Linked DNA regions of Mus musculus: all the other regions are linked to region 3. A link is a contact called in public HiChIP or PLAC-seq and Micro-C data. All regions are on one chromosome and are shown on one strand. Each heading gives the region's core, a stretch centred on a gene start, on an enhancer-like site or on the middle of the called end of the contact. The rest is flanking DNA. Distances are from core to core; before and after follow the strand shown. Region 1 overlaps Hcn4 (hyperpolarization-activated, cyclic nucleotide-gated K+ 4). Region 2 holds the start of Cyp1a1 (cytochrome P450, family 1, subfamily a, polypeptide 1). Region 3 holds the start of Loxl1 (lysyl oxidase-like 1). Region 4 holds the start of Clk3 (CDC-like kinase 3).

The links. Hi-C and Micro-C count contacts between places; a contact is called where the count stands out from the background. HiChIP or PLAC-seq counts read pairs in DNA pulled down with a chosen protein or histone mark.
Region 1: a contact with region 3 is called in an H3K4me3 HiChIP or PLAC-seq map of embryonic midbrain, with 4 times the contacts expected there. The contact joins the enhancer-like site here to the promoter of Loxl1 in region 3. A contact is called at or near these places in 1 of 484 Hi-C or Micro-C datasets (bone marrow-derived macrophages), 3 of 115 datasets of contacts at active chromatin or transcription factors (embryonic midbrain, embryonic stem cells and neural tube) and 1 of 9 other capture datasets (embryonic stem cells).
Region 2: an HNF4G HiChIP or PLAC-seq map of pancreatic cancer cells shows a contact between it and region 3. The contact joins the promoter of Cyp1a1 here to the promoter of Loxl1 in region 3. A contact is called at or near these places in 1 of 115 datasets of contacts at active chromatin or transcription factors (pancreatic cancer cells) and 1 of 9 other capture datasets (liver).
Region 4: a Micro-C map of embryonic stem cells shows a contact between it and region 3, with 5 times the contacts expected there. The contact joins the promoter of Clk3 here to the promoter of Loxl1 in region 3. A contact is called at or near these places in 2 of 484 Hi-C or Micro-C datasets (both in embryonic stem cells).

What each region holds. Positions count from the first base shown.
Region 1 is chr9:58,857,634-58,860,921 of GRCm38.p6, forward strand. It overlaps Hcn4 (hyperpolarization-activated, cyclic nucleotide-gated K+ 4), which reads left to right. Exons shown (of 8, transcript NM_001081192.3): 5 at 84-230; 6 at 341-581; 7 at 1,396-1,560; 8 at 1,668-3,288. The coding sequence ends at 3,130. Among named protein-coding and RNA genes, the nearest start is that of Hcn4, 36 kb to the left of the region's middle. Within about 2 kb of position 1,843, at least 10 of the 459 cell types and tissues checked have an H3K27ac peak or open chromatin away from gene starts, as enhancers often do.
Region 2 is chr9:57,695,514-57,698,933 of GRCm38.p6, forward strand. It overlaps Cyp1a1 (cytochrome P450, family 1, subfamily a, polypeptide 1), which reads left to right and starts at 2,100. Exons shown (of 7, transcript NM_001136059.2): 1 at 2,100-2,186. RefSeq lists a promoter at 459-2,160 and enhancers at 888-905, 959-1,315, 1,030-1,049, 1,107-1,125, 1,218-1,236 and 1 more.
Region 3 is chr9:58,311,633-58,314,606 of GRCm38.p6, forward strand. Loxl1 (lysyl oxidase-like 1) reads right to left here and starts at 1,580. Exons shown (of 7, transcript NM_010729.3): 1 at 54-1,580. The coding sequence starts at 1,254.
Region 4 is chr9:57,763,426-57,766,518 of GRCm38.p6, forward strand. It overlaps Clk3 (CDC-like kinase 3), which reads right to left and starts at 1,689. Exons shown (of 13, transcript NM_007713.5): 1 at 1,649-1,689.

The sequences.
Region 1 (3,288 bases), core at 593-3,092, 550 kb after region 3:
AGAAAGCCCCAGGGTTGGAGTGTGCCTCTGGCTACCAGCCTGGGGTGCCTGGAGGTGACTCCTGTCTCTCTCCCCCGTCTCAGTATAAACAGGTGGAGCAGTACATGTCCTTCCACAAGCTCCCGCCTGACACCCGACAGCGCATCCATGACTACTATGAACACCGCTACCAAGGCAAGATGTTTGATGAGGAAAGCATCCTGGGTGAGCTGAGTGAGCCACTTCGAGAGGTGAGCTGCAGACAGCCTGGGTGGGTGGTGGCGGTGCCAGGCCTCGCTGGCACACAGTTCCCTGACCTTCTTCTTTCTTTGTGTCCCAACCTTTGCTGTACGTGGAGCAGGAGATCATCAACTTTAACTGCCGAAAGCTGGTGGCATCCATGCCACTGTTTGCCAACGCAGATCCCAACTTTGTGACATCCATGCTGACCAAGTTGCGTTTCGAGGTCTTCCAGCCTGGGGATTACATCATCCGCGAAGGCACCATCGGCAAGAAGATGTACTTTATCCAGCACGGCGTGGTCAGCGTGCTCACTAAGGGCAACAAAGAGACCAAGCTGGCTGATGGCTCCTATTTTGGAGGTGAGACAGCCAGGGGGCCCCAGGAGAACATGGGTGACTGGGAGCTAAGCTAGAGGGATACCCTAAGATCAGAAGCTTGGAGGGACCCTTTATAGCCACAGCCTGGGCATCTGTGAGGCCAGTATAGGGGTGTCTGTCTGTGCAGTCTGCTTTAGTAGAGTACTTAAGACTGGTGGCTTATAAACCATAGAAACTGGATTCTTAGCTCTGGAGGCTGGGAGTCACAGGCCAGGGTGCAAGTGTGGTAGGTTCCATTGAGGGTTCTCTTAGTGGTAGACTGTTGTGGTTTTGTTGTCTCAGATGGCAGGAAGAGCACTTGTGTTGTTTCCTTAGCTTCTTCTATTATATTTGCGTGTATGCCTGAGCCTGCATATACCCAACCATACCTACCTATTCCCACATACCACCATGCCCGTGTAGAGGTTAGGGCACAACTTGGGCAGTCAAGTCTCTCCTACCATGTGGGTCCTGGGTATCCAACTCACGTTATCAGACTTGGCCCGGAAGTGCCATACTGCTGAGCCATCTGACTTGCCCCTTCTCTAGCCTCTTCTATAAAGGTATGAATCACCTCCCAAAGCCCCACCTCTAAGTTCCAGATCACCTTGAGACCAGGGGTTGGCCCCAGAGAGAGAAACAACTAGACACCCAGTTGATAGGGGTGCTGCTGGTACCCAGTATGACTACAACCTATCAGGCAGCCTAGTGAGTTCATTGTACCAACTACCAGTGGAGACTAAGGTCAGAATCACGCAGCTCTGGGAGGCCTGGAAATTTCCTGTCGGATTGACCCTGAGCCCTGCTGTGCTCACAGAGATCTGCTTGCTGACCCGGGGTCGGCGCACAGCCAGCGTCAGAGCGGATACTTATTGCCGCCTCTACTCACTGAGCGTGGACAACTTCAATGAGGTGCTGGAGGAGTATCCCATGATGCGGAGGGCCTTCGAGACGGTTGCGCTGGACCGCCTGGACCGCATAGGTGAGGAGCAGGATGTGCAGGCGGGAGGGCAGGGCGGCAAGCATGCAGACTCCAAGTCTCCTTTCCTGGGCGTGGCCTGAGTGTCTGGCTCTTGTTCTATGGCTCAGGCAAGAAGAACTCCATCCTCCTCCACAAGGTGCAGCACGACCTCAACTCAGGCGTCTTCAACTACCAAGAGAACGAGATCATCCAGCAGATCGTGCGGCATGACCGTGAGATGGCCCACTGTGCTCACCGCGTCCAGGCTGCCGCCTCAGCCACCCCAACCCCCACGCCTGTTATATGGACCCCGCTGATCCAGGCGCCACTGCAGGCTGCTGCTGCTACTACTTCGGTGGCCATAGCCCTCACACACCACCCCCGCCTGCCCGCCGCCATCTTCCGGCCCCCTCCCGGACCTGGGCTGGGCAACCTTGGGGCTGGACAGACACCGAGGCACCCAAGGAGGCTGCAGTCCTTGATCCCTTCAGCTCTGGGCTCTGCTTCACCCGCCAGCAGCCCCTCACAGGTGGACACACCGTCTTCATCCTCCTTCCACATCCAACAGCTGGCTGGATTCTCTGCACCTCCTGGATTGAGCCCTCTCCTGCCCTCCTCTAGCTCTTCCCCACCTCCAGGAGCCTGCGGTTCCCCACCAGCCCCCACACCCTCCACCTCCACTGCCGCCGCCGCCTCCACCACTGGGTTCGGCCACTTTCACAAGGCGCTGGGTGGCTCCCTGTCATCCTCTGACTCCCCGCTGCTCACCCCACTGCAACCAGGCGCTCGCTCTCCACAGGCTGCCCAGCCACCACCCCCACTGCCTGGGGCCCGAGGAGGTCTGGGACTCCTGGAGCACTTCTTGCCGCCCCCACCCTCCTCCAGGTCACCATCATCCAGCCCTGGGCAGCTGGGCCAGCCTCCTGGAGAGTTGTCCCTAGGTCTGGCAGCTGGTCCATCAAGTACACCAGAGACACCCCCACGGCCTGAGCGACCATCCTTCATGGCAGGGGCCTCTGGAGGGGCTTCTCCTGTAGCCTTTACCCCCCGAGGAGGCCTCAGTCCTCCGGGCCACAGCCCGGGGCCCCCAAGAACTTTCCCGAGTGCCCCACCCCGGGCCTCTGGCTCCCATGGTTCCCTGCTCCTGCCACCTGCATCCAGCCCTCCACCTCCCCAGGTCCCACAGCGCAGGGGCACACCACCCCTCACCCCTGGCCGCCTCACACAGGACCTGAAGCTCATCTCAGCCTCTCAGCCAGCCCTCCCCCAGGATGGGGCACAGACTCTCCGCAGGGCCTCGCCTCACTCCTCAGGGGAGTCGGTGGCTGCCTTCTCACTCTACCCCAGAGCTGGGGGTGGCAGTGGGAGTAGTGGGGGCCTTGGGCCTCCTGGAAGGCCATATGGTGCCATCCCAGGCCAACATGTCACTTTGCCTCGGAAGACATCCTCAGGTTCTTTGCCACCCCCACTTTCTTTGTTTGGGGCAAGAGCCGCCTCTTCTGGAGGGCCCCCTCTGACTACTGCTGCACCCCAGAGGGAACCTGGCGCTAGGTCTGAGCCAGTACGCTCCAAACTGCCGTCTAATTTATGAGCTGGGCCCTCCCTCCCTCTTCTTTTTCTTGCTCCTTTCTTCCTTCAGGTTTAACTGTGATTAGGAGATATACCAACAACAATAATAACCATAAAAAAACATACCCCAGAAAAACAAAAAGACAGCAGAAAATAACCAGGTATTCTTAGAGCTATAGA
Region 2 (3,420 bases), core at 850-3,349, 620 kb before region 3:
GAGAGTGTGGACGTAGGACTTCACCCATGTCAAAATGGACAGAAGTGTTCCTGCCCTCCAGTCTACCTCCAGCACAGAAGCCTGAGGTTAGCTCAGGCTAGACAACATCCTCACTACTGACTCTCATTTTCCTCGGTGGGATACTTCTTGAATAGGTAGACATGTCTGGAGAACACCACCCCCTTACCACAACCTCTACACATAACTAGAACATCTGGAAACACTGTGCCTATGAGGTGGGTCCTCTTACCAGGAACATCCTCCAGGGAGATACCTGGGAGGCTTGACTGGACACTCTTGCCTCTGTTCAGTGCTATCTCAGAGAGCACTCCCCTGGCCACCTCATTTGCAGTTGTAAACTGTCCCCTGCATATCATTTATCTTTCTAGTGCTCTTTTTGTACTATGCCTGTCTCTGTGTTTTGTTACTTATCACCTGTTTCCCCCATAGCAGCGGGTAAGCTTCGTCAAAGGAGTATTGTTAATCCTTTTCACCTCTGCATCAATCACCAGCATCCAGCATAGTAGGAGCTTGGCGAATATTTGCACAATGCATGAGGGCGGCATGTAACTAGAGTGGGAGGTGAGGGGGTGGATGAAGTGTTGTTTTTTTTTCCTGGTCTTGGTCACAGAGCAGATATCAATGTTCTTTCTGGGCTCGGGAGCTCACAGGGGAGGGCAGGTGAAGGTGTTAGTTAGGAACAGGTTGAGTTAGACACGCCAAGTTCAGATGTTCTTCTTACACTAATCTCACTCTGGGAGCACCCTTCAGGGCCAGAGAGCACCTGCAAAACAGCCAGCTAGGCGTGCCGGGTGGTGCTGCGTGTCCTGCCACTAAAAATGTGGACACACGCTGTTCAGGCCTTTGCTCTCAGGCAGAAGCCGAGCATCGCACGCAAACCCGGCCCTTTGCACCGCTGGCGCTGTCTTGTCGCGCCCTTGCAAAGCATAGACTATTTCTATCTCTTAAACCCCACCCCAACGCCCCAGGAGAGCTGGCCCTTTAAGAGCCTCACCCACGGTTCCCCTCCCCCAGCTAGCGTGACAGCACTGGGACCCGCGCCCGGTTGTGAGTTGGGTAGCTGGGTGGCTGCGCGGGCCTCCAGGCTCTTCTCACGCAACTCCGGGGCACCTTGTCCCCAGCCAGGTGGGGCGGAGACAGGCAGCCCGACCTCTGCCCCCAGAGGATGGAGCAGGCTTACGCACGCTAGCCTCAGGAACCTGTGTGCGTGCCAAGCATCACCCTTTGTAGCCCCAGACCCCCTCCTGCTGTCTCGCGTGGATCCTTCCTCCACCCTTTCCTCCACCATACTTAGATAGCTCTGCACCCGCCGCCCGACTTCTCTGTGTTGCCTGCTTCAGTATGTATGCACAACACTAGCAAGCCCCGGGAGCCTACAGGGAGCTGCAAGCGGGGACTCCCGGGCTTGCAGCTTGCCTAAGGTGACCCTTAGAGGTGAGATCTGCAAGCCTGCCATCCATCCCCACCCTCTAGATGAAGCAGCGCGAACTTCGGCCGATACCCAATTTGTGGGGCACAGAGTCAGTCCAATGGCGCCACTGGCCTTCCTGTCCTGTGACCTCTGGGCTGGGGTCGTTGCGCTTCTCACGCGAGCTTGGACTCAGTAATCCAGGGAAGCAAAGTCACCACCCAGCTGTTCTCCCTCTACCAGCCTTTCCCGGGCACCCATTGGCTTGTAGTAGGCAAGAGGATCTTACACACTGAATGTTTCAGGGGTGCAAAAATAGTGAAAAGGAATCCCTATGACCCGGAATGGAGGCCCCAGTACTTACTTTTTAGGTTACCCCAGAATTTTTCCTCAAACCCCTCCCTCAGTGGGATTATGCACTGTCCATGGAGCACCTTGAAAGTGTGGGGGGTGGTGACCCCAACCTTTATTCTTTTTCTTTTCTTATGTTTTTTTGTGCCTGTACCTACATCAGGTATCCGGTATGGCTTCTTGCCTATCTCCCCCCTCCCCCCTGCCTAGAGCACTCCCTAAGGCTGTCCCTCCCTCGGTCCCACCACTGGGCTCAGATAAGGAGGCGTGGCCAACAGACACAGAGTCCTATAAAGGTGGTGGTGCCTTCACCCTAACCCTGAAGGTGGTAGTTCTTGGAGCTTCCCCGATCCTCCCTAGGGTCCTAGAGAACACTCTTCACTTCAGTCCCTCCTTACAGCCCAAGGTGAGTGCTTGGGGGGGCTCCTGGATTGCCCCTCCCTCCCTCCCTCCCTCCCTCCCTCCCTCCCAAGAAAAGGAAATTTTTGGTGAAGAGTTACTGGGTAGCTCCTTCAAAACAGGGAACTACACTTTTATTTATTTATTTATTTATTTATTTAGTGACCAGGTAAATTCCTTAAGGGAGAAACTGAGGCCAGAGGTATCAGCTATTTAGATAGAAATGAGATACCCTTCCACTTCAGGCCCCTCCCCCTCCTCACTGACCTCCTAGGGCGTCTTCCCTGCACCTTTAGCCCCTTCCTCAGGACTGCCAGTGGGGGTGAGGGCTCCTCTCTGGATGTGTAGGGTGGACAGTGAAGATGCACTGAGCTTTTCTGGTGTTCTCTGTCTTATTTAAAAACTACCCCCAATAGCCTCTACCCTCCCAAAGGGCAGCATGTCAGAGCTGTTTCTGACCTAGGCTAGAGAGGCTCCCTACCCCACTGACTGTCTCTTCTATCCTTGCTGGGATACCATCAGCTCCATAAACTGAGAGCTTCAGGGAACTGGAAACACCAGTTACATTTCCCTCGGCCCTTCCACCTTCCAAAGGTTAGGGTTCCTTAGGGACACCAATTATGAAGTGTGTTTTCAGCCCCTCCAGGAAGCCCCTCTGCTTCAAGCTGACTGTAGTATTTGGGAATTGTACATCTTCCTATCGTATGTGCTTCAGATCTTCTCTTCCTAGGATCTGTACCCTCTGAATTAAGCAATCTTTCTTGTTGGCTTGTTTTGTTTTTTTGAGACAGGGTTTCTCTGTGTAGCCCTGGCTGTCCTGGAACTCACTCTGTAGACCAGGCTGGCCTCAAACTCAAGAGTTCCTCCTGCCTCTGTCTCCTAAGTGCTGGGGTTAAAGGTATGGGCCAGTGCCTCCCTCCCAGATGAATTGGGCAAGCTTGTCTTACCCTCTCTCCCAGTTATGTAACTGAAGTCTCAGTGTTAATATGACTTGTCCAGGATGACCTGGACTGTACTTCACTGCAATGTGACTCTCCTGACTGGGCAGAGCCTTGGAGCAGATGTTAAATTTGCTTACTTTTTCTAGAATAAATCTAAAGAGAAAGTGTCCTCTTAGTCAAAACTAAGCTCAAATCCATTCCTAGTTTTCCTGACTCCAGTCAGTGGTTTTCTTATAGCCCTAACCTTATAGGAATCTTCCTTTTCATTTCTGCTTTCTTATGACAGCAAAAGAGGGGGAA
Region 3 (2,974 bases), core at 330-2,829:
CAATTCACCAGTGGCCAAAATGTCGAGCCAAGGCGCTCGTGGATTGTACTCACCGCGACCATTCTGGTTGGGTCGGTACACACTACCCACGCTGAGACGGCCCTGCTGGGCGCCGTTCCGCTCCCCACCCTGGGAGGGCGCATCAGAGCTTCGCACGGGCAAGTAAGGTGGCTCCAGCACGCGGAATGGGGGCTGTGGCTCCACCGCACGCGGAGGGACGTAGGCCTCCGGTGGCACATTGGCTGCATAGGGCGGGTACCAGCCGAGGCGAGGATCGCCAGCGCCACCGTAGGTGCCACCGGCCCCCGCGGGGGCCTGCGACACGTCGGTGCTGGGATCAGGGTAGGCCTGCTCGAATCCCGGGGTGCCTTCATTGTACAGGCTGTGCGAGTAACGACGGTCAAGGCCGTCGGAAGGTTGGGGCTGAGGCTGCGGCTGGGGCTGGGGCTGGGGTTGGGGCTGGGGCACATAGGGCCTCTCTGGGGCTGGGTAAAAGCCCTGGGCCGGGTACTCGGGCTGCTCCTCGCCTCCTCCACCTCCGTAGTCCTCGTAACGCGCCCGGGGCTGGAAGGGATAGATGACCCCAGCCGAGGCTACAGCCGCTGCCCCCGCGCCCATGCCGCCGCCCGCACCACGGTAGTACACGTAGCCCTGTTCGTAGGTCCGTGACGCGGGATCGTAGTTCTCATACTGGTTTACGAAGGGCGCCTGCGGATAGGGGAACTGCTGCGGGTAGGAGGATGGCTGGCGATAGGTGGTGGCGAAGGCCGAGGCCGAAACCGAGGAGGAGGCGGAGCCCCCGTGCCGTTGCTGGGAGACGGAGGTGCGGGCCCGAGCCATGCCGGTACTGTCCCCGACGGCCACCTCTCTCCAGTTGTCGGGCACCTGGCCGAAGCCGAACGGGTGCCGCGTTTGGCCGCGCACAGTGTCCGAACCCACGCGTCCGGGCAGGGGCAGGGACGGCGCCTGCCGACGCCGGGGTCCCCCCTGACTGCGCCGCTGCGACGTTTGGGGCGCGCCTGCCAGTAGAACCCTGGAGCTAGTCTCCCCTCGTTGGGGCCCCGCGGGCACGTACTCAGAGCCCGAGTTGAGCAAGCTGTACACCTGCCCGTTGTTCTCCCACTGGATCAGCTGCCGCCAGCGTCCTGGGTCCGAGCCCTGTCCTGGCTGCGCTTGCTGCCCGTGCACCAGGACGCACAGGCAGGCACTCCACACCAGGGTCCTCAGCTGGCTGCCGGCTCCGGCCAGAGCCATAGTGGCCCTTCTGCAGAGGCCGGGTGGGCAGAGAGTGGGCCTCGGTGCGTGCTTCTCTTCCCACGGCCTCGAGGACAGGATGGCTCTTCGCCTGCCCAAGCTCTAGCTTTGTCCATCCTGGCCTTGTCCCGAGCGGGACGGCTCCTCCGATGACAGCATTTCGAGGCCAAGGGGTCAGGGCAGGGCAGGGGCGGTGCCCAGGGCTGCACGAGGCTTTCCGTAGGGCACGGGACGGGCAGGACCTCCTGGGGCCCTTACATGGCCAGCCCCACACTGGCTGGCTGCTCGCTAGGCTGGCGCTTTCCCACTCTGAATGAATAAGCAACAGGCTGAAAGTGTCTGGAGGTTTCAGAAACCTGGTCCGCCTGCTGGGGCCTCCTCCGCGGGGCCCTACGGCCCGCCGGGTTTTAGCTATGTGGCCTGTCCCACAGATCAGTGCTCCCTTAGTCCTGTAGCTTCCAGCCAAGCCACAGACCTGCCTGGGAGGAAGGGAATGAGGTAGGGCGGAGGAGGGGGCCCCTGGGGACTCAGGCCTGGTAAGTGGGGTTTCTGGCAAACATAGCAGGATTAAGATGTGGGCACTACCCTGCTGGTTCCACTCAGTCCTGGACACAGGTTTTTTTTTTTTTTAATTCCACTTTCTTCGTTGACTTCACCTCTTCCTAGGGTTCTTGGGGTGCCTTCTCCCTTCTCCAAAGCTAGTGCTAAGAGACATCCTGGTTGGTGAGACTCCCTGGGGAGATGCCCACCTCTGGCTGGGGCCACCCTGTAATTCTGCATCCTGAAGACATTGGGCGTTTGGTCCTGAGTACAAAGACACTGAACCTTCAGCTCTTCTACCAGGTCTCAGTCTACAGGCTTGGGAACTAGGATAGGTATGTCTCTCTGCTGAAGGGGACTTGGGAGCTCAGGGCAGATGCTGACATCACGTACCCCCCACCCCCTCCAGTGGCTTCTGCCCTGTGCTTCCTGAGTTGATAGCCAGAAATAATCGGAGTCTAAACATGAATAAGAAGAACCCAGCCGGTGGCAGCCTTGGATATGAGATATGCCATTGTGAGGCAAGGGGAACCTTTAACATAAAGCAGAGAGAGGGAGGCCTTGGGAGAGCCGTGGCCTGGGAATCGCATGCTCCTTCCCAACTCTGAGTTAGTGGACACATTGATCACTGGGGGATTATTCCACAGAACTCCATCTGTTCTGGCCGATTCTCTGTTCCCTCCGGGGATGTCAGGGCTAAGAAGAAAGGTAAATTTTAACTTTTACTTGGTACCTAAGAGGTTACCCTCTAAATGCTGTTCTCCAGGCTTCCCCTAGGCTGTCTTCTGTTTGGCCTTGGGAGCTGGAGGGCAAAGATTACCCCCTGAGACTTATAAACAAGACAGGAAGGATCTGTCCTCAATGCTGGATGACTCTGTTTTGTAAACTCCTGGGCCCCGTTTAAGGAGGAAACAGCCAGAATGATGCTCTTTGGGAACCAGGACCCCTCTGCCCTCCATCCTTACCAGGAAGCATCTATCAACCCACCAAACTGTGGGTTTCAGGACTGATACTTCACATATGTGTCTTGGGACACTGGATATCTTCCCCCCCCCCCCCCCCGAGACAGGGTTTCTCTGTAGCCCTGGCTGTCCTGGAACTCACTTTGTAGACCAGGCTGGCCTTGAACTCAGAAATCCACCTGCCTCTGCCTCCCAAGTGCTAGGATTAAAGGCATGCG
Region 4 (3,093 bases), core at 439-2,938, 550 kb before region 3:
GTCGAATGCCAACCTGCTCCACAGCAATACCACTTCACTGTTGCCTTTAGGCAAGTTATTAAACCACTTTAAGCTTCAGCCTCCTCTTGAAACAAGGGAACAATAATCTCTTACAGGCTCCATAGGAATTAAATGTCTGCCCTATAAAGTCAAAAGCCTAGCACAGGTTTGGGCCACAAGAAGTACTAAAGACAGCCTTTCATTAGCACTGAGAAGGTTCCGGCTAACACTCAGGGCTATGTTGAATGCCTTAATTTATAATTCCTTCCAAGGGACCGGGTAGGAAGTTTTGGCAGGAAACCTTGAACTCGATCCCAGTGTTGCCACTTACTGGCCCTGTGGCCTTATACAAGTCACTCTAGACCTAAATTGTCATGCCTGAAAAATGAAGATAACACCTCTCATACTGGCAAAGATGGCCCAATATTTTGGCCATGAAGTACCACACATAGGCAGTAATGGAGATAATCTCCCTTGCAACGCATCCCAGGCAGGTGAAAAATGGGAGCTACCAGGTGGCCCATGTCCTCCTCCCAGCCAGGTCGTTTGAGCCTATTTCTCACAAATTCTCCGATTCCATGAGTCCTCGGCAAAGAAGCTTTTTAAAACGTAAAGGCCACAATTATGCTTTGGGAGGCTCTGCTCTGAACAATGAAGAAAAAGGCAATGTGACCAATGAGACCAAGTTACTGGATGCCAATTTTTCTATGAGCACAGGCCTCTCTGGCTTCTCATTTGCTGTTCCTGGCTAGAGAACCGGGCTAACAAGAAGAGCAGCCAGCCAGGTCAGCGGCTGCCCTCCCGGATTCCTGCCACCCAAGCGACCCATGGTTATTTTTGGCTGGCAGTGCCCCACCACTGCAACCTCAAACCTGCCACCTCGCAATCTGCGGCTGCCACCGGGCAAAAACGCTCCTCCTTTTCAAGGGCACGGAGGAGGGAAACTGGAAGGCCGCCAACTCCGCCTTGATGGGGGCTAGACTCTGGCAATTCCCACCCAAGCATCAGGGCACCCGCACCCGGAACTAAAGCATAGAGGCTCCCGACCGGACCGAGGAGCAGCCTGGACATTTGTACTCCTGGCTTGGTCTGGCCCATTCTCCGGGATGGAGCGGTTCCATCATAACAAAACACGGAGGGGGCCGGCGGCCCGCACTCGAGTCCCTTCCTTCTGCCCGAATCCCAGGGATCTCAGAGCCCCGTTCCCCGTAACCGCCAAGGGAAGACCCGGCGACCAAAGGGATGGCCAGCCTGGGCCAGAATCAAACTCCAGGCGGCGCGCGAAGGAGATCTGCGGGCTAAGCCTCGAGCTCGGGGCAGGGAAAGCCTTTCCAGGATAGCCTAGGTCGGACGCGACCCAGCCAGCGGGCCGGCGCGGGACCCAAAGGGAAGCCTCCCAGCCGGCTCCGAGGCCGCTGGAGCTCCGCCTCCAACACCGCGGGAACCAGAAAAGGGGTCTGCAGTGACCGCCCTCAGGGAGAGAAGCGGCGGGTCAGGGGTGAGAGGTCGGGACCGCGGCCTGACGTGGGCCGAAGAGGGAAATAGGTCCAAGCCGAGACCCGACCGGGTGGCACGGTACCCGTACCGGCGTGGCCGTCCCCACCGACTCACCCCAGCTGCCCGGCCACGGGCTCGGGCCCACACTCACCGTCTCCCAGGCTCCGGCTGCGGCTAGGCCCCACTCCCCACTCCGAGCGCCTCTTCCGCTTCCGGCTCTGGCCTCCGCCCGTGGCAGCACCGCCCCCTCGCGTGACGCAGCCGTCGGCGGCCCGGGCTCGACCCGGCCCAGAGGCCTGACCGCTCTAGCCCCGAACTCGCAGACTCTGGGGGACTGGCCTGCCCCGCCAGGGTCCGGGCGACATCGGTGGAGGTCTCTTCCCGGAGGTCCCGGGAGCAGCCTCGGGCCGCGGCCTGCCCCTCTCCGTGTGGTGCTGCACGTAGGCCCCCGAGGCCGCATCGGTGCGCGACCACGGTCTGAGGACGGCTCTGGGCCTAAAGGAGGAACCCACCGGACTGCCAGGCTGGGGCCGCTTCCCCGCCGCGGCCCAGCTGTGCTCGCCAGCCTCTTCCTGCGCGCGGAGAGGACCGGCATTGTTCTCCCGGGGCCCGGGAGGGCGCTAGAGACGAAGGCGGTCGGTGCGCCCGGGCAGAGGAAGGCGGGCGCGACTCCGCTTGCGCGCAAGAAGCAAACGACACATTCTGCTCTCGGCTTGTGCGGGTTTTTTGAAAGTCCTGGTGCCACGCCCCAGCTGGCTCGAGCGAGCAGTCTCCGGGAAGATCCCCGCGAGCCTCGGCGGTGGGGTCTGACGGAGAAATCGTCCCCTTCCCTTGAACACCTCAGAGCGTCTTGCTGTCAGTCTTGCTAGGAAACCCGCGCCACACAAAAGCCCCGAGCCGCGCCGCGCTCCCGCTCTGCCACTCGAGTCACTCAGCCCGTCCTTTCGCTGCGGCATCGGGCGTGAGGCACCCAGTCTAGACCCCTCCCACCTACTGTCCAACGCTTTGTCGTGGCAGGATCATGAGGTCTTATTTTTTTTTTTTTCAGAAGAGAATACAAGTCGCGGTCCTTTGGTTGGGCCTCGCTTTGACAGCGTCCCCGCCCCCGCGCGTCGCGCAGCCAAGCGGGCGGGTGCCGCGCCTAATTGCCCCACGCCACGCGAGGTCCGCGAGGCTGCGGCGGCCGGCCAGGGCGGGGCATAGCTTTAGGATCTTGCTGACTCAACGCGGACAGCCAGGGTTTCCCAGGTGTCCCCTCCCCGTACGGGATGCGCGCCCACCAGGTGCTGTGGCTCCCTAGGCCCCCCTGCAGTGATGAAACTGCCTTTAGAGAGCTTTGCCTCTGGTTCTGACGTAATGGCCCGGCATCTTCATCACCAACCAAGTAAAAGCGGTTGAGTTAAAAAGCTGGGTGATTATGTTTTGCAAACTCAAACTGACTCATAGTCACCTTCCAACCCCACAGACATTCAACAGCCATTTCAACTGCTTCTGCCCGAGTCCTGCCCCATTGGTTTCCAGCCTAGAAGCCAAAGATTGAAATATCCAGGCGTCAGAAGATGCAGCTCCCACCTGAGGCCAGGCCCACACTGATAG